2 separate regions of the Callithrix jacchus genome follow, and region 1 is linked to region 2. A link is a contact called in public Hi-C data. All regions are on one chromosome and are shown on one strand. Each heading gives the region's core, a stretch centred on a gene start, on an enhancer-like site or on the middle of the called end of the contact. The rest is flanking DNA. Distances are from core to core; before and after follow the strand shown. Region 1 overlaps TGM7 (transglutaminase 7). Region 2 holds the start of EPB42 (erythrocyte membrane protein band 4.2).

Region 1 (6,086 bases), core at 585-3,084, 65 kb before region 2:
CCCGGCTAGTCTCTGACTCCTGACCTTAGGTGATTCACCCGCCTTGGCCTCCCAAAGTGCTGAGATTACAGGTGTGAGCCACTGCGTCTGGCCAATTTTTTTTTTTTTAAAGCAAATTACAGATAACATATCATTTAATCCAGTAATACTTCAGCATATTTAATCTGGTAATACTTCAGAATGTGGTCATGTAAAAGATGATAACTTTCTGAAAAACTTAATCACAATACATGAAAAAAAAAAAAAAACCGAACAGTAATTCTTTAACCACATCAAATATCCAGTTAGTGTACACAGGGGGGCCTTGGCTCTGGGAAACAAGTCCACTCTCAACCCCTGAAGGCGTGTTTTCTCTCTCCCTCCCACTGCCACCTCAATCCTGTCCACAAACTCCAGAAGGGAAGAGGTGGGGGAAGCCTTGCACATTTTCCCCATTCTCCGACCATGGCAACCTGTGACCCTCTTTGAAACTGAGACAAATACCTGTGCATTTGGCAGCCAAAGTGTTGAGACAGACATTGTGCACGTCTATCCTGAGCCTACCCTGGCTCTTCCAGGGCATACAGTGTCTGCTCTGAGCTCCTTTACCTGGTTTCGAGACTGGCATGCCTGGCCTTACATTGATCTCTAGATTTTTTCTGCTGTGATCTTTTCCCTGCTCCTTCAAGTCCTCCAGATAGGCGTCTAAGTCCTTGATACCCACCATGCTCAAAGACCTCAGGTAAATGTCCCCACTCTCCTCTCTTCCTGTTCACCCAATCCAGCAAAGTCCATTGGTACCAAAACCTTCTCTCATCTATTCAGTCAACAGGGATCTCTCACTCTCAAATTCTGTTTCTATTTTCCATCAGAGCAACACAGTTTAGTTTTTCAGAATTCCAAACCTAATACATTCCCAATTTGATTTACAAGTTCTTCAAAGACAGGACCTTGTCTTATATTTAGTGTGCCCCCCTCACATCCCCATGTACATGCCATCCCCAAAAGTCTGTTAGTGGCTTAAAGTTTCAGAATTCTAGACATTTGCTCTTCTCTTCTTTCTCCCTCAAAATCACTTGGAAGTTTGAAGAGGACGTCATAGACATCTGCTTTGAGATCCTGAACAAGAGCCTGTATTACTTAAAGAACCCGGCCAAAGACTGTTCCCAGCGGAACGACGTGGTGTACGTGTGCAGGGTGGTGAGTGCCATGGTAAGGATGGATGCTTCCCACCGTCTGAGGACAGTCTGAGCTTCCCCGGGCGCTGTGGAAACTCACCTGTCTGTCCTATGCAGATCAACAGCAATGATGACAATGGCGTGCTGCAGGGGAACTGGGGTGAGGACTACTCCAAGGGGGTCAGCCCTCTGGAGTGGAACGGCAGTGTGGCCATCCTACGGCAGTGGTCAGCCAGGGGCGGGCAGCCTGTGAAGTATGGACAGTGCTGGGTCTTCGCTTCTGTTATGTGCACCGGTGAGCAAAAGATCACTCATGTAGACATGCGATTACTTTCCCGTGGCCCCACCGCTGGGGATGGTGGGCACCCAGGCCCTGAACCAGCACACCATATAGTCTCAAAGGATCCTGTGCATTTATGTGAGAGGGGTGTTGACCTGTGGCAATCACTGCACAGTATCCTTGATGGAGCAGTCAGACTGTTATAACAGTCACCTGGATAGAAGAGCTTGTAGTCCCGAAGCAGAGACCAAATGGCTTCTTTCTGCCATCTGCTCTGGCATCTCAGCTCGAGGCGAGCCTGGCATGGGGGCAGGTGCAAGCAGATGGCATGAGATAGCTGACCTCACCCGTAGGCAGAGCTAGCAGCTCCCACATGCTTCACCAAGAGATCCTTGAGCAGTTATCATTATAGACTTGCTGCTTTGGTGACTACCCTTAAAGAACATCAATGTTTTATGCAGTATCAGTTATTTAGAATTCAGTGCAAAGTTGTTGAGCAGATTATCTGTGAAGATGAGAGGAAGATGGAGAATACTAAGGTGACTGCCTGTCACACCCTTGCAAGGCCAAAATGCCTTACACAGGCCTGTCCTGCTACATTAGGGAGTGGAGCTTGATCAACGTTTGCTGAACTAACAGGGTGACTCTGAGTTGGAAAAAGGAGGAGTGGAGAATGAAGAGGACAGAGACAGGTGCCAAAGACAAGAGCAGAGACTTTTTGGAGAGGAGCGGCACAGCCTGGCAGTTATATATAGGTGTTGCAAAGACAGAGGAGGTTTAAATCTGAGTTTTTGAATCCAGTGACCTCACTTTGCTCAGGTGTGAAATGGGGCTGGGGCTATTCTGGCATTCAGTATTCCCAGTTGTCCCTTGGGTTGGGAAGTCCCCAGGCTGTGGCCAGGTAGCTGTTACTGAGGAGGCTTGGGATGAGTAGGAGAAGGATGAGGTCCACCACCTGCTCCAATTCCAAGCCTCTCCCCACTTCCAGGCCCTTGAGTTCTGGGGCCACTGCGCGCTGGGGAAGCTGCCCCTGCCAAGTTTCTTCTGGCCACTTGCAGCCCATGTGTTTCTCCCATGCCTGCTATGGATCTGTGACAAGCCCAGGAGCTGTGCTGTGAGTGGACAGGTGACTGTAGAACAGTCAGCCTTCTTGGGGGCTCTTCAGAGAATCAAAACAAATGGATTGGATGCTCTCAATAGTCCTTTTACTTTTCAAAGCTGTGTAATCCTCCTGGCAGCCTCAGTGGGCATTGTCTGCCCCTCCCCCTCCTGGGAGAGAGGAGTGGGATAAACCTCTCCAAACTCCTCGCCATGCTGAAAGATTTTGAGACCCATGTTCCCCCAAGTTCACACCTGGCTCTTGCTGGCTCTTGGCTTGACTTCGTCTGGGCCTGGGCAGGCAGATGTGTGTGTGTGTGTGTGTGTGTGTGTGTGTGTGTGTGTGTTGGGGTGATGTCTACACTTTGGGACTAGATTTGTGAAATCCTAACTCAGTTTTTAAAAGCCTTTATGGCAGTATCATGAGAGGCCGCAAGAGGGAGCTGCTGCCTTATTAAAGATGATTGCTGCCTCTGGTTTCCCCTTGTCTCTGCTGACGCTTCCATTGTCTCTAGAAGTCTATCTTATCTTGTCCTATCCATTCTCTAATTTCTTTCATACCTCTTCCCCACCTCTTATCTTTAATTAGAATTACAGATCCCAAATTTCCAAACTAGGGTGGGAGGAGGGAGAGGAGCAGAAAAGATACTGGGTACTGGGCTTAATACCTGGATGATGAAATAATTTGTACAGCGAACCCCCGTGACACATGTTTACCTACATAACCAACCTTCATGTGTACCCTCAATCCTAAAATAAAGGTTAAAAAAAATTTGGAACTAATAATCATTTGGTTAATTTTGTTAGACATGAGGTTACTAAGGACCAGAGAAGTCAAATAACTTACCAAAGTTCACACAGCTTTTCATTTGAAAATGGCCAACCACAGCGCTAAAAATTTAAATTTTTTCTTTCTAGTTATTAAATGTTTTAGGTTCTCTGTTTTTAACTTGGAAAGCTGCTTAGTGGAAAGACTGCTAAATGATAAAATGGATTATTGTTAACTTGTTGTTTTAAGTGATCCTCAAATGATTCCTTTCTCCTTGTGGGATGTTGACCACTGACGGGGAAGCAGGCTCTGGGACTGGGTGTGATTCTCTGGGAATAAAGGAGTTACTCATGTGGTTCCATAAGAGTCGGCTTTCTGTCCTCCAGCTTGAATGTTAGAAATTATGCATGGAAAACTAGTAATTCTGCCTAGATGAACTCAGTGATTCTCTATACTTTATTTTTCTCTTTAGTGATGAGATGCTTAGGTGTTCCAACTCGTGTTGTTTCCAATTTCCGTTCTGCGCACAACGTGGATAGGAACTTGACCATCGACACGTACTATGACCGAAATGCAGAGATGCTGTCAACTCAGAAACGAGACAAAATATGGTGAGAGGCACTGTCTTGAACAGATCTCTGCTCTGTCCTGGGGAGAGCAGGAAAACTTTGATCTGGTTCTCTCTGCCTCTTGAGGCAATACTGCAAGATTGCCCAGAACATTGCTGCTGATACTCAGAGAAGAGAAGAATTCCCCAACCCAGGAGGTTGTTCTGGTTAATTACGTCATCAACTTAAACTCATTTCAGAGATAGAAAACAATGGAATAACATTCTGAGGCCTCAACCAAATGACTAGCCAGCTGTCTTCTGAACACTAACCTCAAAAGTCTTTATTCATCTTCCTCTTCCTTCTCCGAGTCTCTGTTTGTACCATTCTGTTTTCCCAGAAGTCAGACAGAGCCTGGACTGGCTATTTCTGTAGACATATTCTTGTCTCTCTTGACTTCTTCCTCTCCCCGCCCCACTCACTTCTGTGTGCGTGTGTGTGTGATCTCTGTGGATCCCTTTATTTGTGTATCTTTGGTGTCTTTTCCTGGTTCTTTTGTCCTTGGCATTACCCCCAAATCCGGTTTCCTGTTTTTTCTTTTCCAGCCTTCCAGCCAGTTTCCAGGTAAGATTTTATTTTTTTTTTTTTGAGATGGAGTCTCGCTCTGTCACCCACGGTGGAGTGCAATGGTACGACTTCAGCTCATTGAAACCTTCACTTCCTGGGTTTAAGGTATTCTCTTGCATCAGCCTCCCGGGTAGATGGGACTATAGGCCCCAACCACCATGCCTGAATAATTTTTGTATTTTTAGTAGAGATGGGTTGTCACCATGTTGGCCATGTTGGTCCCGAACTCTTGACCTCAGGTGATCCACCTGCCTCAGCCTCCCAAAGTGTTGGGATTACAGGTGTGAGCCACCGCACTCAGCCTCCAGGTGAGACTCTTTGAGTTGTGTGAGAACTAGCTGCTGTCCTAGGAGCCCCCTCCCTCTCTGAGCTTCTATTTCCTTGTCTGTAAAATGAAGATAATGTCAACTTCACAGGATTGCTAGGGTGCAATGAGATCAATGTCGGTAAGGAGGATTTTTCAGCCTGGGATCCACAGTTAGACTCCTAGAGGGCTGAATCGTCTCTGATTCAGGAAGTAGTGGTATATCTGAAGATATGTAACTTAGGTGCAGTTCTGTCTTTGAATGCATGTCCTGAGTCTAATAATGAGGAAACATCAGACAAGCCCAAAATGGGGGCCACTCTGGTTTTAAAAGATAAATAAATAAAATAAAGACTGTTTTCATTAAAAGCCCAGACTTCACCACTAGGCAATATCTCCATGAAACAAAACTACATTTGTACCCTTTACATTTACAAAAAAATAAAAAAAGAAAGCGAGAGAGTGTTTTAAAATCCCAGTGTAAGGAAAGAAAGAAAGGTGGAGGAACTATTCCAAGATCAAAGGGTATGAGAAGCTGTGCAGCTGAATGTAGTATGTGATCACAGACGGCATCCCATACCACGTGGGAAAAGAATGCTCTAAACCACATCATTAGGTCAACTGACAACATTAAAATATAGACCGTAAATTAGATAAAAGCATCACATCAATATCCAACGTGCTAGAGAGGATGAACTATACAGGGGTTAAGAGAAGATCTCTATTCTTAGGAAATAAACACTGAAGTGTAGATGTGTAGATATCTATTTATATGTCCACACTGAAAGAAAAAATGGGGCAAAATGTTAACAGCAGATGAATTGGGTAGATGGATGTTCTTTGTACTATTCTTGTGACTTTTAGTACGAAATTACTTCCTCATAAAAAGTAAGAAAAAGAAACTGATATAAATCACTCCCTATAGTGCCTGGTACCTGGCAAAACCTCAGCGAAAATGAGCCCTTGTCTCCTTACTCCCTCCTGCAGGAACTTCCATGTGTGGAATGAGTGCTGGATGATCCGGAAAGATCTCCCGCCAGGATACAACGGGTGGCAGGTTCTGGACCCCACTCCCCAGCAGACCAGCAGTGGTGAGTGAAGACCACTGAGACGGGCCCTGGCTCTGTGGGGAGGCAGATTAGGGTGACTGACCATGGGAGCAGGAGGCCAGGGAGGAGTAGTGTTTTCCACTGCACCCCATTCCTGAGGTCCCAGCTGTCACAGCTGTCAGGAATCTAACTCTGCCATTGACAGCAGCATTACCTGGATGGGTCACTGGACCTCAGTTGTTTTCTTAGTGTGA
Region 2 (6,985 bases), core at 3,356-5,855:
TACTCCCAGAGGTCTGTCCTCAGTTCACCTTTAGGTGTCTTTGTTAGTGTCCTAAGTTAGCCTGAAGTTCAAGGAAGTGTCAGAAGCTCTTATTGACCCCAGCTTGGTAATAACTGAAGAGGTGGGAGCTGGCTGTGTGGAAAGGGCAGGCAGCAGCAAGAGCTACACTTTGTTTCCCAGAGCCTGCTCCTCCTTTAGTCCCTGGCCCTCCAAGGCCCACTGTCCAGTTTTTCTTCCTCGCTACTTGCCCACTGACCAGCAGCCAACTAACCAATGTGCAGCTGGTACTACCTCTCTCTACCTGTTCCTGAGACCTGACTTTCCAGTATCCAGGAACCACTTGGTGCCAGCTTTGGGGCTGCTGCTTTTTGAGGAGTACAGACAAAAAGAATTTGATTGCAGAGTGCTGATCTCAGACATATCCAGCTTTCCTCCAACCTTAGAGGATGGACTTGGCTTCAGACTCCCTGAGAGCCTGAAGCTTCCTGTGGGGAGGCAGGCCATGTGCCTGGCATAGCAAGTGTTAGCAGAAGGTCTGAGCTGGGATGCTGAATGAATCTGTGGGAATGCAAGAAAGAGCACTGTGATCATAGATAATGTCAGACTCTGGATAACACTAATATCCTCCACAGAATTTTCTTTCTGGTAGGAAGTTAGGATAGGGACAGAACACCATAATGGAGATTGATTTAAAACTGGGCTTCAGCTTTTTATAAGGATTAGTCTATTTCCTGCTTATCTCAACTCCTGGGGCATAGCCCTTCTGCGGTCTCACTGGAAAGCCTGGGGTGTTTATTGGGGCCCCTCATCCTTGATGACCCTTGAACTCAAACCCTGCAAGACTGCCAGATTCTCAGGCTCTCATCTGCTGGTTACAAATGGGCAAATGACCCAGATAGAAGAGTGGGAGCCAGTATCAAGTTCGCTCTCTCTGTTCTTCTTATCCCCAAGATCTTGATCCTTCAAGGGATCAGTGAGGACTGCCTTGATGCCTTCAAACAGACATTTAAAACATTTCATTCAACTATACTAATTGTTCCCAACAGAGGGGATGGTAACAAACTAGTCTGCTGTATTTAGATACAGAAATTCTTGAGAGATTGTAAAAGAAGGTTTAATAGAGAGACCTTCTCAGCGGTGGTTTGGATTAAAGCTAATGTGAAATCAAATGTATGGGGTTTGAGTTGGAAGACCTCAGTTTGAGTCTATGCTTTACCATAAGCTGTGACATATTGGAAAAGCCTCCCTCCTGGAACTTAGAGGTAAGTTTCTAGTGTATGGAAAGCATGTGCATAGGTAGGCTATAGTGGGTACCTTTAGCCACCTCCTTGGCTCTGTTTGGGTTCCATCTCTATTCTTTCATCATCTGAATTGTTTTAATATGCTCCTCTGCAATACCATGTTTCACTGTTAGTCTTAAATTCTTTCTGGACAGAGACAGTTTATTAATTGATCTTACATTCAGTAAAAGAAATGTTAACTCTCTGAACCTATTTTCTCTTCAATAAAATTGGAATAATGATCCCTTAATGTAGTTTACAAGATTGAGGTTCAGCTCATACAAGATAATGTAGGCAAAAGTGTTTTGTAAAGCAATGTGCCAGCATAATTAACTTATTTGAACCTGGGAGTCATGTTGACTATCTTTTCTTCTCTGTATTCCATATCCTGTCCATTAGCATGTCATATTCACTTAACCTCCTAATCTCCATCAAATCTGTTCATGTCTATTTTTTTTTTTTTTTTTTGAGGTGGAGTCTCTCTCTGTAGCCCAGGCTGGAGTGCAATGGGTGATCTCGGCTCACTGCAACCTCTGTCTCCTAGGTTCAAGCGATTTTCCTGCCTCAGCCTCCCAAGAAGCTGGGATTACAGGTACAGGCCACCACACCTGGCTAATTTTTGTATTTTTAGTAGAGACAGGGTTTTGCCATGTTGGCCAGGCTGTTCTTGAACTCTTGACCTCAGGAGATCAGCCTGTCTCGGCCTCCTGAAGTCCTGGGAAGAGGTGTGAGCCACTGTGTCTGGCCTATGTCTATCTTTACTAACCACCTCCAGAGTAGACCAACATCATGTTTCACCTAAGCCATTACCATAGTCTCTTATTGGTCATTTGTCTTCCCTTTTTGCCCCCTGTAAATCATTTCCCTGATATTAGCCAGTATTTTAAAAATGCAAATCTGATTGTTTTACTCCCTTGCTTCAAATATCATTCAATGGCTTCCCACTGCTCTGAGGATAAAATCCAAAATTCTCAACTCAATTCTGCAAGATTTAGCCTTTGCCTTACCTCTTCCCATCTCTCTTTGTGATGCAGGCCCACTGACCTTTCAGTTGCTTCCTGCTTTAGAGCCTGTGCACATGCTGTGCTCTCTCCTCTCATGCCAACCCACGTCCTATTACTTAGTTAACTCCTATTTATCCTGCTAGTTTCTCAGCCTTAAATATCACCTTCTAAGAGAAGTCTACCCTGACCTTCCACACCTAGGTCTGAGAGCACTCAAACTTCTTTCACAGCATTTAGCACACTTGGCAGAGAAACAGCTAATGGTGTATGCACTTAGTACTGTCTGTCTCCCCCTGCTGGAATAGAAGCTCCTTGGTGCCAGGGACGCATCTATCTAATTTACTGCTATATTACCAGTACCTAATACGGTTCCTAACAGTTCCTAACAGTACCTACCACAGTTTCTTTTCTTTTCTTTTTCTTTTTCTTTTTTTTGCCTCAACAGAGAATTCTTTATTATGTCCAAAAGAGCACAACGAAAACATCCCCAACAATACATAAACCTTTATATAAAATATAGAATATCAGTGGCTCACGCCTATAACCCCAGCACTTTGGGAGGCCAAGGTGGGTGGATCACGAGGTCAAGAGATCGAAACCATCCTGGTCAACATGGTGAAACCCCTCTCTACTAAAAATACAAAAATTAGCTGGGCATGGTGGTGCACGCCTGTAGTCCCAGCTACTCGGGAGACTGAGGCAGAAGAATTGCTTGAACCCAGGAGGCGGAGGTTGCGGTGAGCTAAGATCATGCCGTTGCACTCCAGTCTGGGTAACAACAGCGAAACTCTGTCTCAAAACAAAAAAAAAAAGAATATCTCCAATATTTTTACTTTATATGGGAGCATGCCAATATATGCAAGAGAACATATTGATGGGGCCAGGGGAAAACTATTTGGGCAATGACTTAGGCATTAACATTCAGACCAGGTAAACAGCTATTTTAGTCAGAAAAACAATATGAGAAGAGTTCCTGTGAAGTGGGATTTACATACTTCATTTTCCATTCCTGGTCATTTCATCCACAGCTTGACTGTTGTCAATCATGCTTCTTTGCCTTTGGAGTGGTATTATAAAGGTACAGAGAATGCCCATCTCAGTACCAGAATTTCACCAGGAAAAATCAGAATAGAAATGACAAAGCTTAAAAAAAAAAAGGAAGGCCAGATTTCAGAAGTATTTATCCTAATTATTTTTAAGAAAGCTTGCCGTAAATACTTACAAAAACAACAGGCTTTACAAAATATTATACACGTCTTGTGTATAGCAGTAAGTATTACTCAGGCCATTTGTCAGACTATTTTAGTAATTAGTTTCTTGTGTACACTTTCATCTCAAGAAGGTCAATAAGCATCTGATTTCCTCTCTAGCTAATGATCTGTTGTTAGCCTACTTTTAACAATGGAAAAAGAAACTGGTATATGTTTTAAGTCAACCAGTTCTCCTAAGTCTCATAGTTTGTTTCGACGTCATGTTATTGTGTACTTACATAAGTAATCTCTCAGTTATGAAAAATAAAATCAGTTTCTGGGCTCAGAAAGTAAAAAGGGAAATTCTTTCCCAATCTCCCCCTCCCCCACCGCCTGGCTTTTTTTGTTTAAAAAATTAAATTTAAATGTACAAGACCAAACACAGGCAATTTCCAAAAAACAAAAATGAAGCCAAATCACAAAATTACTCAATAGTTATAGAATACAGCTCTGATTTTGGGGGGGGGGGGGAGTTCATCTCTAGTTTGGGCACGTCTTCCTTTTTCTGCCTGTCCACCAAGAGACCCCAAGGGAAAAGTGCTTTCACAATTCTGGGTCGAGGAGACCTATGAAATTACAGGCATTTGAACAGATGGGTTGTTTTCGAAACGGTGTTCTCCAAGATCATTTTGAACAAAGGTCTCTTCTCGTTCCTTGTTTTAAGTATTCCGGCACCAGTAAATCACTTCATGCTTTAGGCGATGCATCTTAAGCGAGTAAGCCCTGGTGAACTTTTTCCCACAGCGGTCACACTGAAATGGTTTAATTCCTGAGTGGATGGACATGTGCTGCTTTAAGTTCTGAATACGGGTGAATCGCACCCAGCAGGCTGGACATTGAAAAGGTCTGTCTGGACCACTTGGACTTGGTCGTTCTGTACTGCAGGTAGCAGGAGTAATGTAGAGTTGGTAGGGATACTGAACATTTTCCGGTAGATCACCATCCCCCGCAGGAGCATTACTAGTAGACGTGCTTTGAAGTGTAGGCAACCCCTCAGTAACGTCTTATTTACTGAGCATGCGGGCCGCGGCGCCGGGCTCCGGAGGCCTGCAGCTCCTCCTTCTCCCGCCAGGCTGGGGCGGTGGCGGCCCGGGGGAGGGGGCGGAGAGCGCGGCTCTCGGCTTCTCTCTTTCTCAGGGAGGCTCAGGGGCCCCCATCTCGGGCCGCAGCGTCTAAGCCCGTGAGCAGCCTGTGGCTGGGGCCAGGCATAGCCCACCAGCGTGACTGCGAGGTGGGAGTGCGAGGCGGCGGGAAGGAAGCACCCCTGGCGCTCTGAGGCCTGAGGGGAGGAGCGAGGGGGCCCGGAAGCCGCGCGCAGGCGGCGGTTGGGGACGATTGGCCAAGTGCATGCGGTGGTTTGGGAGCGCCGCGACTGCTCGCCGAGTACCTGGCGGGGCGGGTTTAAGAAAGGGAAGGGGAATTAGGGGAGGGGAAGGGGAGGTTGGGAGCCGCCGCCGTTGCTGCTCCACTCACTCCCGCCTTTTTTGGGGCACTATGTCTACCTAACAGTTTCTAACAGTACCTGCCGGTACCTAGCACAGTTCCTAGTGTATGACAGTGCTCATCAAGTATTTGTTTCAGAAATGAATAAGTGGATAGTTCTTGAGTCTACACCACCTGAACTGTTGTTTTTCTGCCGGAGGCTGGGGAGTAGAAAGGTGTTGGTGCCGTGGGACAGACCTTTCTGGTGACCCCTCCCTCCATCCTCCTCACATCTCCCACTCGCTTTTCCCCAGCTCAACCAAAACGCAGCAGCGTGTGTCTCATTTTGGGCTCCTCAAAAAGTGCCCTGACTGAAATACTGCCAGAGACTGGATCTCTGTGACGCTCAAATGGGAACTGAACCAGGAAAGAGAAGATTCCCTTTGCTTGATCCAAAAGGAGAACCCATTCCCCAAAGGGAAACCAGCCCACAACCTCCCCATTGCCCTCCCGGGTAGGGGGCTGTCTGTGGTGAAAAAAGTTCTTTCAGCCAGACTTTTCTTTCCCTTGAAAGTTTTTGTTACTTTAAAAATATTAACACATAAATATATGTTCATGGTACAAAGATACAAAGGACATATAGAAAAAAGCCTAGGCACTGAGTTTCTCTATCTAGAAGAAGTAATTTCCCAGAAATAGTCCATATAAACACAAGCAAATTCATATATATTCTCCCCCCACACATACCCTTTACTCAAAGATAGCATATATTCAGTTTGTTCTCTACCTCACTTATTCCGTTTATCAGTACAGCTTGGGCTGAGCGCGGTGGCTCATGCCTGTAATCCCAACACTTTGGGAGGCCAAGGCTGGAGGATCACTTGAGCTCCGGAGTTCAAGACCAGCCTGGGAAACATAGGGGGACCCCATCTCTACAAAAAATAAAAAATTAGCCAGGTGTACTGGCCTATGCCTGTAGTCCCAGCTACTTTGGAGGCTGAAGTGGGAGGATCACTTGAGCCCAGAAGGTTGAGGCTGCAGTGAGCCATGATTGCGCCACTGCACTCTAGCCTGGGTGACAGAGTTAGACCTTGTCTCAAAACAAATCAAGCTTGGAGATTGTTCCACATCCTTTATAGAACTACTTCATTATTTTTCACCTTTATGTATTTTATTGAATGCATGTCCCATAATTTATCTACCTAATACCTTATGCATGAATGTTTAGGTAGTTTCCAGTTGTTGGGGTTCAGGGGAGGCCTCAGCTTCCCTGAGAGGACGTTTCTACAGGTTCTTGGTCTACTACTCCCCAAGAATGGGAGAAGAGACCACGCATAAAAGTAAATGCCAGACTCAAAAGCATCTGTAGAAAGTGACTTATTTAGGTAAAGAAAGAGAAAAAGAAGAGAGAAAACTTCCACGAAAAGCGTGTGGAAGCGGGACCCCAGAGGGGAGATCCAGGAAGGGAACGAGACGTCCCACTATGCTGCAGAGGATTCCAGAGAGCTGGAAATCCGGTGTGGCTGAAGGAGGAGGGGAATTTATCCTGGGAGAAATTCCCACCTCCCCAAGTTCCTCTGGCCAATGAAAGGAGTTCGTTTAAACTTCCGCTGGGGCGATTGACTCTTAGTTTCTTCCCGCGGGCGCGAAATTTAAACAAAAACTGTTAAATCTCCCGGATGGAGAGATATGGGAGGGGTGCATGGCACTGGGAAGTTCTTGCCCTTAAAACTACGCCCCCTTGTGGACCCGGAAAGAGAACACATTTCCTCACAGTCTTTTGGGGTTATAAATATCAATGCACTGAATATACTTGTATACATTTTATTTTACACCTGTTGGATCATTTGTATAATAAATATCCAGAAGCAGAATGACTGAATTAAATTATAGACTTTTTCTTTAACTGAGAGCAAGTGTATTAAGAAAGTAAAGGAATAAAAAGAACGGCTAATCCATAGATAGAGCAGCCAAAAGTATAGACATTTAAAGTTTTGGTAGAAACTACTTAATTTCCCTCTGTTCTGGA

The links. Hi-C and Micro-C count contacts between places; a contact is called where the count stands out from the background.
Region 1: a Hi-C map of skeletal muscle shows a contact between it and region 2, with 3 times the contacts expected there. The contact joins the enhancer-like site here to the promoter of EPB42 in region 2. A contact is called at or near these places in 2 of 3 Hi-C or Micro-C datasets (induced pluripotent stem cells and skeletal muscle).

Annotation. Positions count from the first base shown.
Region 1 is chr8:31,025,094-31,031,179 of calJac240_pri, reverse strand. TGM7 (transglutaminase 7) reads left to right here. Exons shown (of 13, transcript XM_078334092.1): 5 at 1,063-1,191; 6 at 1,275-1,452; 7 at 3,777-3,915; 8 at 5,771-5,874. Among named protein-coding and RNA genes, the nearest start is that of TGM5, 21 kb to the right of the region's middle. Within about 2 kb of position 1,834, at least 2 of the 16 cell types and tissues checked have an H3K27ac peak or open chromatin away from gene starts, as enhancers often do.
Region 2 is chr8:30,961,971-30,968,955 of calJac240_pri, reverse strand. It overlaps EPB42 (erythrocyte membrane protein band 4.2), which reads left to right and starts at 4,605. Exons shown (of 16, transcript XM_035259441.3): 1 at 4,605-4,765.